Linked DNA regions of Mus musculus: regions 1, 3 and 4 are each linked to region 2. The links are chromatin contacts, called in public Hi-C and HiChIP or PLAC-seq maps. All regions are on one chromosome and are shown on one strand. Each heading gives the region's core, a stretch centred on a gene start, on an enhancer-like site or on the middle of the called end of the contact. The rest is flanking DNA. Distances are from core to core; before and after follow the strand shown.

Evidence for each region. A called contact is a pair of places that touch in the nucleus more often than the background predicts. HiChIP or PLAC-seq counts read pairs in DNA pulled down with a chosen protein or histone mark.
Region 1: a Hi-C map of the N1E-115 cell line shows a contact between it and region 2, with 7 times the contacts expected there. The contact joins the promoter of Apol8 here to the enhancer-like site in region 2. A contact is called at or near these places in 2 of 39 promoter capture datasets (both in the 3T3-L1 cell line), 1 of 484 Hi-C or Micro-C datasets (the N1E-115 cell line) and 2 of 115 datasets of contacts at active chromatin or transcription factors (pancreatic cancer cells and vascular smooth muscle cells).
Region 3: a contact with region 2 is called in an H3K27ac HiChIP or PLAC-seq map of embryonic stem cells, with 12 read pairs. The contact joins two enhancer-like sites. A contact is called at or near these places in 15 of 39 promoter capture datasets (the 3T3-L1 cell line, 3T3-L1-derived adipocytes, HPC-7-derived erythroid cells and 10 more), 2 of 15 datasets of contacts at CTCF or cohesin (the NIH/3T3 cell line and embryonic stem cells), 7 of 484 Hi-C or Micro-C datasets (the N1E-115 cell line, embryonic stem cells and nephron progenitors), 17 of 115 datasets of contacts at active chromatin or transcription factors (the NIH/3T3 cell line, craniofacial prominence, embryonic forebrain and 8 more) and 2 of 9 other capture datasets (adipose tissue and embryonic stem cells).
Region 4: an H3K4me3 HiChIP or PLAC-seq map of forebrain shows a contact between it and region 2, with 4 times the contacts expected there. The contact joins two enhancer-like sites. A contact is called at or near these places in 2 of 15 datasets of contacts at CTCF or cohesin (the NIH/3T3 cell line and embryonic stem cells), 1 of 484 Hi-C or Micro-C datasets (CD8 T cells) and 18 of 115 datasets of contacts at active chromatin or transcription factors (the NIH/3T3 cell line, craniofacial prominence, embryonic basal ganglia and 8 more).

Annotation. Positions count from the first base shown.
Region 1 is chr15:77,753,796-77,756,632 of GRCm38.p6, reverse strand. It overlaps Apol8 (apolipoprotein L 8), which reads left to right and starts at 1,360. Exons shown (of 4, transcript NM_001081970.2): 1 at 1,360-1,445.
Region 2 is chr15:77,335,219-77,337,918 of GRCm38.p6, reverse strand. No RefSeq gene overlaps it. Among named protein-coding and RNA genes, the nearest start is that of Gm41352, 23 kb to the right of the region's middle. Within about 2 kb of position 1,313, at least 189 of the 459 cell types and tissues checked have an H3K27ac peak or open chromatin away from gene starts, as enhancers often do. A contact at or near this core is called in the N1E-115 cell line, the NIH/3T3 cell line, adipose tissue and 5 more, where this site is marked.
Region 3 is chr15:77,057,226-77,060,043 of GRCm38.p6, reverse strand. No RefSeq gene overlaps it. Among named protein-coding and RNA genes, the nearest start is that of Gm24753, 9.2 kb to the left of the region's middle. Within about 2 kb of position 1,298, at least 42 of the 459 cell types and tissues checked have an H3K27ac peak or open chromatin away from gene starts, as enhancers often do. A contact at or near this core is called in the NIH/3T3 cell line, adipose tissue, embryonic stem cells and 1 more, where this site is marked.
Region 4 is chr15:76,997,665-77,000,401 of GRCm38.p6, reverse strand. No RefSeq gene overlaps it. Among named protein-coding and RNA genes, the nearest start is that of Gm35933, 11 kb to the right of the region's middle. Within about 2 kb of position 1,306, at least 32 of the 459 cell types and tissues checked have an H3K27ac peak or open chromatin away from gene starts, as enhancers often do. A contact at or near this core is called in forebrain and kidney, where this site is marked.

The DNA of each region.
Region 1 (2,837 bases), core at 111-2,610, 420 kb before region 2:
TTGGTACCAGGTAAGGGGTGTGTGTGTGTGAAAACTTGATGGAAGGGAAATTATAGAAAAAAAATGATCCCAAAATTACCAGAAGCAAAAAGGGGGATTATGAGTGCCACATGTCAGAATGTTTATCTTAGTTTGAATCTTGGCTCTGCCTCCCTGGTTGTCTGACAGGGACTAAATCTGGCTCCTAAAGATGTGGACAGCCCAAAAGCTCTCATCCAATTGTCCTTTTGGGCATCACTCTGTTTCAGGGCCTATGGGGGGCGAGGAAACTGAGGGCCCAGTCAGTAGTGGGGTGATTTGCCAAGGGCAGACTAGTCAGCTGGATCACAGGCTCACATCTCCCCTGACTCCTGTTATCAGTATGTGAGGGATGAAGGCAGAAAGCAGGAGCTGTCCTGGGTGTCTGGATAGGCAAGGACACAAGGTGTGGGGACTAAGAGGGGCACATTGCCAAACACCATCCCCAGAGCAATACCAGCTCTGCAATCCTAAGATCACTGAGTAGACCATTGGGTGTGAGAGAGAGAGACTCTGAGTGTGCAGAAACGCACAGGCTAATTCCGTAGAAATTCTAGTCTCCCCATATAGCCAGGTCTGGCTCTAAACCTATCATCTTTTCATCTAAGCTTCTTCCTGAGTGCTGAGATTCTAGGTTTGTGCCACCAATGTGGCCTTTTAAGGTCCCACTTAGTGCTTCAGTCTCAGAGTAAATGGGCCAGCATGGGTCTCCACTCTGCCCACCAGGAACCTGTGTTTTCAACCGATGGATACATCACCTGTGCTGTTGACCCCCCCAAGGCCACTGCCCACCTGTGGGGTGGGGTTAGAGTCTCTACAGTGGGAGCCAGGTGCCACAGCCACTGTGGGAAGATGAAGGGGCAGAAAGAACAGGAGTGTCCCATTGTGGAGTGGGAAAGTCTCACTACAGGGTCAGCCACAGCAAAGACACGGAGGTGTCATGGTCACTGAGGCAGGATAGACTTGAAGGTGTATGTATGATAGAAGCAGGGGCTGGTTGGGAGGGGGGAGACTGCAGTGGGCTTGAGGCCTGGAGTGCTGACTAAAGGGGATTCAACTTGACCCTGAGAGATCATCAAGGACCCCTTAGAAGGAGCAAGGTGTCTTCCCTCCCTCCCTCCCTCCCTCCCTCCCTCCCTCCCTCCCTGCTCTGAGGATGCCCTGAAACCATCAGAAGGGATGGGGTTGGAGGGTTGCTTTGCGCAACTCTGCTCGGGTTCCAGCTGGGAAGAAGAGGGCTCCTATCAGGGCTGCACAGCCAGCCAGGAGCAGGGCAGGGCAGGGCAGGGCAGGGCAGGGCAGGGCAGGGCAGGCCTGGGCAGGGCAGGGCAGTCCTTCCCAGAACAGCCTTTCTGTAAACTGAGTCACAGCCCCCATCAAGAGGTCTACCATGCCCACATCAGCACCCAGCTGCAGCACAGGACCAGGTCAGTGCAAGGCTTTCCTGAGGGGCCAAAGAATGGAGACTGGGGACTTTTCCTTGCCTATGAACGTCTTTGCCTGGGGGTGGGGAGTGAGTAGTCACAAGTATGACAACAATAACAAAATGGAGAAGATTTTATCTGCTTATGAAAGGAAAGAATATTAATGAACCATCTGAGAAGATATTGAGACATGCTCCCCTTTGTTGCTCTTGCAGGTGGTAGGTGCCTTGACAGAGCTCCATAGAGGTGAGGGGAGCCAGGCAAGTCTTGGTTAAATTAACCCTGTGGTAGTTAACCCTATAATGGGTTGCTGGACCAAACTTTTCTCAGTGTACCTTGTGTGCATGCAGAGCTGGGCAGTATAAAAAATGACAGTGAAGACAGAAAAGGGACAGACACACGTGTAAAGGCCACTTCATCTCATCTGGTGAACTGGGGGACATTTGCAGGCCTCTTGCTGTTTCTGCCAGGCCTTTGTGTGCCTGGAAAATACCACCAGAAACAATTCTTACTGTGCCCTCACACACACCATCCCAGTGGGACAGAACTACTTTTAGCTTTCTGCCTACAAAGTAAGTTAGTTATTTTAAGGTTTTTTTTTTTGTATTTTTCTTTTTTCTTTTTCTTTTATTTGTTTTGTTTTTATTTTTTAGAAATAGAGTGTCACTGTGTAGCCCTGGCTGGCCAGGAATTTGATCTGTTGACCAGGCTGGCTTTAAATTTACAGAGATCCACTTGCCTCTGCTTCCAGAGTGCTGGCATAAAGACATGTGCCACCACAGCAGCCTAGACTTATTTTTCAAATGTGTGTGTGTGTGTGTGTGTGTGTGTGTGTGTGTGTAAGGCAGAGGACAACTTGCAGGAGTGAGCTCTGTCTTTCCATTATGAGGGTCTGGGATTGAACTCTGCCCATCAGCCTTAGCCACAAGCACCCTTACCTACTGTACCATTTTGCCAGACCTCTAGACAGATCTTGAAGAGGTAATCTGAAAGGCAGACAAAGTTCTATTAAAGGAGAATGTCCTTTGCACTACTGTCTACATAAAGGATTGGCTATGACGTGAGGTTCCATGGTTAGCGATGGCAGATGGGCAGCCCAGAGCAAGTACTGAAACAAAGGCAGGAAGTGGCAGGATTCTAAGCCCTGGTTAGATTCAGGACCCTGCAGAAGCAAGGAGAGAGAGAGAGAGAGAAAGAGAGAGAGAGAGAGAGAGAGAGAGAGAGAGAGAGAGAGAGAGAGAGAGAGAAAGAGAGAGAGAAAGCGAGCCCTGGGCAGTGGTGAACTTGTACCCTGAAGGGCACAGGCATTGCTGTGGATGGGAAGCTGCACACGGACAGGAGGATAGCCTGCTAGAGTTTAAGGGACCCAGGCTTAGTCAAGGGGCGGGGGAGGGA
Region 2 (2,700 bases), core at 64-2,563:
GGGCTGGCTAGGGAGAAATGTGGGCAGACCCCTGGAGAGCAGGGATGCTACAGAAACCTAGAAGGGGCTAGTCACAAAGGACACAGCCAAACATGCTCTAAGAGAGCAATGAGTCTCAGAATCCAGGGAGAATCTCATGAGGAAAGAAGTCGGAACTGCCCGGTGCAACGGCCACCATGCTGGGGCTGCTCATTCGGAGTCCCAGCATCATCGTCACATCACTGCCTCACCAGAGGAAGTCCTGCTGGCCTTGATAGCTTCAACCCCTACTAAAAACGTGGGTTCGGTTTAATTTTATGTTTTAAGGAGATGACCAGAGGAAAGAGAATACGGTGGTTGGTCCAGGTCCCGTTGGTAGGACAGGGGAACTTGGGGCGGGGGGTGGGGGGATGGGGCATACACATGAGTGAGATTACTGCAAGAAATGGGTTTATGTGTTTATCAGGGCAGACTGGGTAAATTCAAAATCTGCAGGGTGGGGAATGAAAGAGCTGGAAAGAGTGAGCACGCGCTAGTGCTGCTGTTCACAGCAGAATTCCTGCTGCTTCCAAGAGTCTCAGCTATTCTTAGATGACTCTTCCACTGAAGAACTGAGACCCACCCAGGTACTAGGTGTCTTAAAGTAAAAGAGCCATAAGCCAAGAACAATGCCTGCTGGTACCCCCAGAGTAACAGAGACAATGCCTAAAGCCTGGGCGTGTGGAGACTGCAGCCTAGCCGACTTCATGCCTAACACAGACCCCTGGAGTGGCGTAGGCCAACACCGTGTTGGGAGGAGCCTGGGGTACCACAGAAGTTCTGGGTTTGGGTGGGGCCTAGACGAGCTGCCAACCGTTTGGATCTGCTCTGCTGGCCTTGCAATGCTGTTCCATCTTGGTGAACTCGCTATGCCTCAGTTTTGCGGACTGAGAAATGGAGATAGTTACAGTGCTGTCTGTGGGACGGCTATGATGGGAATCAAAGGGACAAGAACGTGAAAGGGGCTTGAAACTAGACAACAAAAGCTCGTTGTACGACTTTGCTACCCCGAGCTCCTCACTAGGAAAGCGGTCCTGGGCTTGCGCGCGCCCCCTAGAGGAAAAGAAGAAGCAAGAAGGCATGAAGGCGTTCCTCTTTGGGAACCCTAGTCGCTTTGCTGTACGGCTTTGCAGAGCAGGCAGAAGGTTTCTTTTCTCCATCAGTTAAGGGATACTTGTGATGTATCACCACGGTCTCAAAACAGAGGTGGAGGCAGGCCACTACTCTTGCATCAGCAGGCAGGAACCAGCAGAGAGCCGCCTCCAGGGGGCGCGATGGAGCTTCTGCTGCGGTCGCGGGCCGGAGGCGCGGCTCGCCCCAGCGGGCTTCTGGGCGTTCTTGGAAAACCCTTGGAAAACACTGGACTTCCTGCCACGAAATGGGTGGGGACCGCAAGCATTTGCAATCCCGGGTAACACTGCGCCTGTAACTCCATTAGCACTGCCAGATTGGGGGACACCCATCACGTGGCCTGTCTGCTTTACGGGCCAGCCTGGATTTCTTGGAGCCAAGCTGGTTTCTCTTAGGTCCCTGGATGACCCAGGCTTACGTTTTTGATCTATTTGAATGTGTCTGTTGCCTTTTCCCTGCTGTAACCCAGGAGCGTTCCTTTAACTCAGCAGACCACACAGTGATGCAGGACAGACAGGGGGTCTTTCAGAGTCTGTAGGCGGTGGGAGCATGCAGGTCGTTGTTAGATGCTTCAGTGGCTGACCTTTGGCACAGCAGGCTAAAGGAAGGAAGAGGCTGAAGCAAAGGAGCTTTGGTTAAGACTCCCCAGCCAGGCGCCTGAACCAAAGCTGGTACCCTTGGACTCAGCCCTGCGTGGGCGCAGATGAGGCCGCTCTCATCCTGGACTCTTAAAAGCAATGGGAACCTCGCACACACAAATCCTCCAGAGGTCTCTTCCTAGCTAGAAAAGAAGCAGGCCAGGATCAGGAATGGAACCGGAGTCCTGGAAGCAAGCAGGAATGAAACCAGGTCTCCAATCCTGTTTCTACGAGTGCCTTCGTGACCTTGAATAATGCCAGTTCCATGACCCTCAGTCTCTCCTCGTTACAAGATGGGCTTGCTCTTGCAGAGGACCTGAGTTCAGCTCCCAGCACCCATGTGAGGCCTCACAACCATGTTTAACTCCAGTTCCAGGGAATTCAACATCTTCTTCCAGCCTCCACAGGCAACGTGCACACGTATATGTGATGTGCTGATATACAGGAAGACAAATATTCATACACATAAAAATATAAAAATATTGAAGGAAACCAAACCTTCAGGGTTTGGGTCATGGCTCAGTTACTAGAAAGCTTGCCTATCACGTGCTCAACCCAGGGTTCTGTCCCCAGCACCAAAATAAACCAGGGATGGTAGTGTACACCTGTAATTCCAGAGCTCTCGAGGCTGAGGCCAAAGGATCAGAAATTTGAGGCCAAAAATAAATAAATAAGTAGGAATAATTTGTGATCAGCTTTACTTAATTGTAGGTTTGAAGCCAGCCTGGGCTACTGAGAGCCTCGTCAAAAAACCACCTCACCCACCTTCCTCCATCAGTGGTTCAGCTACCTTCTTTTTTTTTTTTTTTTTTTTTTTTTTTTTTTTTTTTTTAAAGATTTGTTTATTATATGTAAGTACACTGTAGCTGTCTTCAGACATTCCAGAAGAGGGCACCAGATCTCGTTACAGATG
Region 3 (2,818 bases), core at 49-2,548, 280 kb after region 2:
CTCTGGCTGTCCTGGAACTCACTGTGTAGACCAGGCTGGCCTGGAACTCAGAAATCCACCTGCCTCTGCCTCTGCCTTCCAAGTGCTGGGATTAAAGTCGTGCACTACCACGCCTGGCTTTACATTATGAATCATAACAGTCACAAAATCATAGTGATGAAGTAGCAATGAAATAATTTTATATTTGGGGGTCACCACCACATCATTAGGAGCTGTGTTAAAGGGCCACAGCATTAGGAAAGCCCAGAGCCAGTGGTTTAGATGCTAATGTTACCGAAAGAGATGACAGATTCAGCCAACACCTACCAGAAACCCAACAGATGTTTTTGGCAGAATGCAAAACTCTCTTAATGCTGTGATAAATGTCAACTCAGAGAAGGAAGGGTGTTTGGTTTCTAGTTCCAGGGTCCACTATTGTGAGGAGACACAGCAGCATCCGGAAGTGGCGAGCTTGAAAGAGTAGTAAACTCAATGCTCCAAGGTATGCTAATCATAAAACAGATTGCAACATTCCTTCCTCCACCCACCCGCTTCCTGGGTTCAAAGAGTGTTCATTCAAAGAAAGTCACCCTGACCCACCCTGACCATTGCTGGAACCCACTATGCAAAGGTGCTATTGCTAGGGGCTCTTAGATTATTAGGGGCTCTTAGAAACTGTCTTGAGAGATAACCTGACACTTGTGACTTTGTACTTCCTTGTGACTCTTAACTGGTATTTTTGGTATTTTCCATCAACGCCCTTCCCATCTCCTTGAGTTGTGGTTCCTTCCTTTAAATACCCCCTTACTCAGCTACTCGGGGCGCCACAGTCCTCTACCCCTGCGTGGTGGTTGACCGTGGGCCCGAGAGTGCTCTTGAATAAAAATCCTCTTGCAATTTGCAGCAAGACCGTTTCTCTTTGGTGATTTTGGGGTGTCACCTCTCCTGAGTCAGAACGTGGGGGAGTCCTCACGTTGTGGGTCTTTCAAGCTCACCTCTTCTAATGCTAGCACAAGCTGAGAAGAAAATGAGTAAGAACAACTGAAGCTGACTCAACGCGGCACAGTACAGAATTCTATCAATTTATTTATTTGTGCTTGCATTTTGAAAGGACTGAGCCAGGCTGAGTCCATGACAGGCTTCAAACTGACAGTTCAGGTGAGTAGGCCTAAGTTTCTGTTTCCCAGAATTGAGCAAGTTTGGGAAAGTCAGTCTCTGGGAAAAAAAAAAAAGAAAAAAAAACACAGTCCCTGGGCAGCCAATCAGAGGCTGTCCAGACACTTAGCCTGAGGCAAGAGCAATGAGTCAGCAACAGTTTCCAGGCTTCCCCAGCAACAGTTTCCAGGTTTCCCCAGCAACAGTTCTGGATTGTCCCCAGAGCCCTAGCCAATCCCAAAGACACCCATACCCCTAGTGACCAGACCAACCAATCAAGATAAAGGTTACCCACTCCCTCCCTGGAATCCCCTAATCTGCTTTAAATGGAGGCTGTGAGTTCACCTGGGCCTCTCCATCTGAGTGAATGGTAGACCCCTGAATACTATTTGAGTCTCGGATATCATTCTTCACCCTTACAATTTGTTAGTTCATTGCTTTTTTTTTTTTTTAATGGTTTTTTGAGACAGGGTTTCCCTGTGTTACCCTGGCTATCCTGGAACTCACTCTGTAGATTAGGCTGGTCTCAAATTTAAACGATCTGCCTGCCTCTGCCTCATGAGTGCTGGGATTAAAGACATGTGCTGACACTACCCGACTTCATTCGTTTATTTATTTGATCGTTTGTTTCAAACTCATATGTGGGTGTTCTGAGTCACATGGGTCGATCAAAGAAAGAGGTACTCCAGAGTGTAATCGTGCTCTGAGGCAGCAGAGAGGAACAGTCTCAATGAACTGAACCTGGAACAGATGTACAGACGCACATCCATTGAGTGTTACACAGTTTGTTTTGGTTTTTTTGGTGGGGGATAGGGGAACACATTTCTCATACTAAAGCCCCTCATCTGATCTGTTATGTTTTGTGAAGAAAAACACCATGCCCCTGCAACTTCAATCCTTACTGTGCACTGTCTGCAGTGCCCAATAATGCAAGACATTCCGTCTTGTGACCAAAGTCACCCATGGCTGTAAAGCTCCTTCAGGAAAACAACATCATAGATAATGGAAGACAAGCACTGTTCTATAATGATTCTTTCAGGGTCAAAGTACTTCTGAAAACAACTCTTCATTCTGATATCTACCCTAGGTACATTGAAAAACAGCCTTTTCATTCTGATGTTTACCCTAGATACACTGATTCCACTAGAATTCCACTCCCCTGTAGGTCTCAGGAGTTATAAACAAAGCCCCCACCCCACAGTGCTGTAGGCTCATCTCTCCCTACTTCTCATAGCTCCCAGGGCTGTAGGACACAGCACTGATGTGGTATCTGTGAGCATTCTGTCTAAGCTCTGCCCCACAGTTACCTGGCAACAGCCAGGTAGGCCTGACCCACTCTAAAAGGGGCTGCTCCCTAGTTCTCGCTTTCTTGCTCTTCTCTTGCTCTCTTGTTCTTTCTCTGCTTCCCTTTCCCCCTCTCCACGTGCTCATGGCTGGCCTCTAATCCTCTACCTCTCTACTTCTCTACTGTCTCTCTCTCTGCCTTTCTCTGCCTCTACAAACCTCTTAACTCCCCTCTCCATGCCCTGAATAAACTCTATTCTATACTATACCATTATGTGGCTGGTCCTTCAGGGGGAAGGGATGCCTCAACATACACCTGCAGAGGCACCCCTTCCCCCACACCTCCATAGAACATACCTTGCCCCTTTATCTTTTATAAACGTCAGCATCCGTGAGGCCC
Region 4 (2,737 bases), core at 57-2,556, 340 kb after region 2:
GACTAGGAATTGTAGGTCATGGGTGGTCACCCCACTTCTTGCTTTGGATGCAAGGACATAAGACATCCAGCAAAGAGGTGTAGCCCTGCAGAGCAAGAGCTGTGTCTATTACCTGCCTGCTATGTGCTCTGGTATGTCCCTCAGTTTTCCCATCTATTTAATGGGCCATGCATTACAAACTAAGTAGCACATGAATGTACTCAGCACAATTGGGCTCAGGGATTTGGGAGCTCTACTGTCTGGGTTAAATCCTGGTTCTATGACTTTGAAAGCCGTATGACCTTGCTCAGGAGACCTAAGCTCTCATAGCCACAGTTTCTCAGCCGGACACAGGGTTGCGTGGAGGGCCAAATACAGACATGATGCTAGTGCTGGAACACTCTTTCTACTCATCCTCAACCAAAACAATCTGTTAAAATAGGTGTTGCTAAAATTCCTTCCCCTGGGAAGACTTAAGCAACATCTACCCTTTCTCCTAAGGTCCCAACGACAAACCAAGGCACAATTCCACCAAGTTCATTCCAAGGAACCGAAGACTTAATTGGGCATCTTTCCTGAGCCTAGGTAAGGGAATTCCTTACCTGTATATAATACTCCTCCCACAAGCACTGCACCTGAAAAGCGTTACCTAGCAGGGATGAGGTTTTCCCACGTGGCTCCACTCGAGTCTTCCCCCACACGCATGTAACCCCAGGGATCATACTCTATTTCTTTTTACATACTCTAACCCTTCCCCAAGGCCCCACATAGAGTTGTCCGTCAGTAGGGAGGAGCAGTTGGAAGCTGTGAGTCCGAAGGTGGGGGTCGAGGGTCTAAACTATCAGCAAGCCTGCCCGGAATAATCTCAGGCAAGGAGACACAGCTGAACGGCCCAAGATGGCCGTCTCTCAGATCAAAGGACAGCCAGTCACATCAAGGGGAGGGGGGAATAAGTAAGGCTCAGAGAGGTAAAGAACTGGCCTGCGGCCAATCGGCCAGGAGAGACTGGACTGTATCCAAGTGTCCTGAGGCGGGCAGCAGCGATTGGTTCTCACAGGGGCCCGGACCTTACTTGTTCCCATGCCCCGCTCTGGCACACAGTGGTCTAGATTTTATTCCTGTCCTATCTGGTCACTGAGCTCCCTTGATATTTCAAACCCCAGGGGCTTCTGTGTGGCACTCCCAGTCTGAGGGCTCCTGAGCCTCCAGAGATCTTCAGGGATAGTTGTGCATCACCGCACGATCCCGATTCCTCATCCCAGCCCGCCACGGGGAGAAGCAACCAAGCTTCCCTGCACAGCGCCCCCACAGTCTCTGCTCCCTTAGGGCACAAGGGATGCCCGAGGGTGGCATGGGCGGGGAGTCGGGGAGGGCAGGAGCTACTCTTGGCTGTCTGGCAACCCTCCCTCCTGGCAGCCAGCTCCCGGCGGCTGCAGCCCCAGCTTACAGTGGCTTTGAGCACACTGGGAAAACAGAGGCACCTCATGTCCCCCGGTCACAAACTGCTTTTCCACTCTCAAAGGGGACAATTGTTCTGACCTCCTGGGACCGTGAAGGTGACAGGAGTATGTATGTAAAGTCCCCAGTGCCACTGACTCTGAAGACTTTCAGCTCCTTTCCCCCTACAATGGAAAAGAGCCTGCGGGAATCCCTAAGCCGGCCGGCCGGCAGCATCCATTAGGAGACTCCAGGGCACTGGCTCTCAACCTGTGGGTCACGACCCCTTTGGGGTGGGGTGGGGTAAGCATATCTGATATTCTGCATATCAGGTCTTCACATGATGATTCATAACAGTAACAGATTTAGTTATGAAGTAACAATGAAATAATTTTATGGCTGAGGGTCGGCACAACATGAGGAACTAACTATATGGAAGGGTCTCTTGGGGCTTGAGAGGCAGAGGCCAGGATCTTTTCCATACCATGCATTTGGATTCATTCCATCCCAATTCCAACACATACCTGCTGAGCCTACTGGTTCAGATCCAGTGCTGATATTGCAATAGTGAGCATATTGATTGATGTTGGTCATAGGTGCTGCAGTAGAGAGAGAAGCTCACCAAAATGCTAAGACTTCGTTTCCAAAGGAGCAGAGGAGTTCAGCCTTCTTGGGAAAGACTGACACCCAAGTAGCTCACTCCGGTTATTTTATTCAAACATTATACAAGGTTAATTGGGGCTGGGAAAGATTCCAGCTGCCAAAGTTATCTTGCCCTTGCTTCCAGTGTGAGCAGACAACTATTAAGGCCTAGGTAAATTATTAAGGCCCTAGATAGAATGTTAAGGCCTAGGTAAAATGTTAAGGCCCAGGTAACTGTTACATGGCTAGCCTACCATTATAAGGAAATGTTCTCATATTTTTCTGCTGTTACTAGGGAAGTTTCTAATGCCAAGTTGATTACATGTTCTGTTATGTTCTGTGTCCTTGAAAACCAATCAGGATGGAAGTCAGTGGAACTGCTTGTACCCACAATAGGCTTGACCCCAGTCAACCACCCAGCAGCAATTCCTGCACTTGTGTATACGTTTTTACGGTAGAAGCTGCCCCTGGGGTAGACCTTAACATAAGAGAGACACCTGCACCGATATAAGAGACTATGTGGAATAAGGCGTCCATTTTGAGTCACGGTCACGTAAAGTTTAAGTTCCCAAGACCTCCCTGGGAACAGACATCCTACTTGGCAGAAAGAGACATGTATGTGGATAACTGACATCCTGGTTAGCAAGGCATGAATGTTAGACAAGGCAAGCCCCCTGCC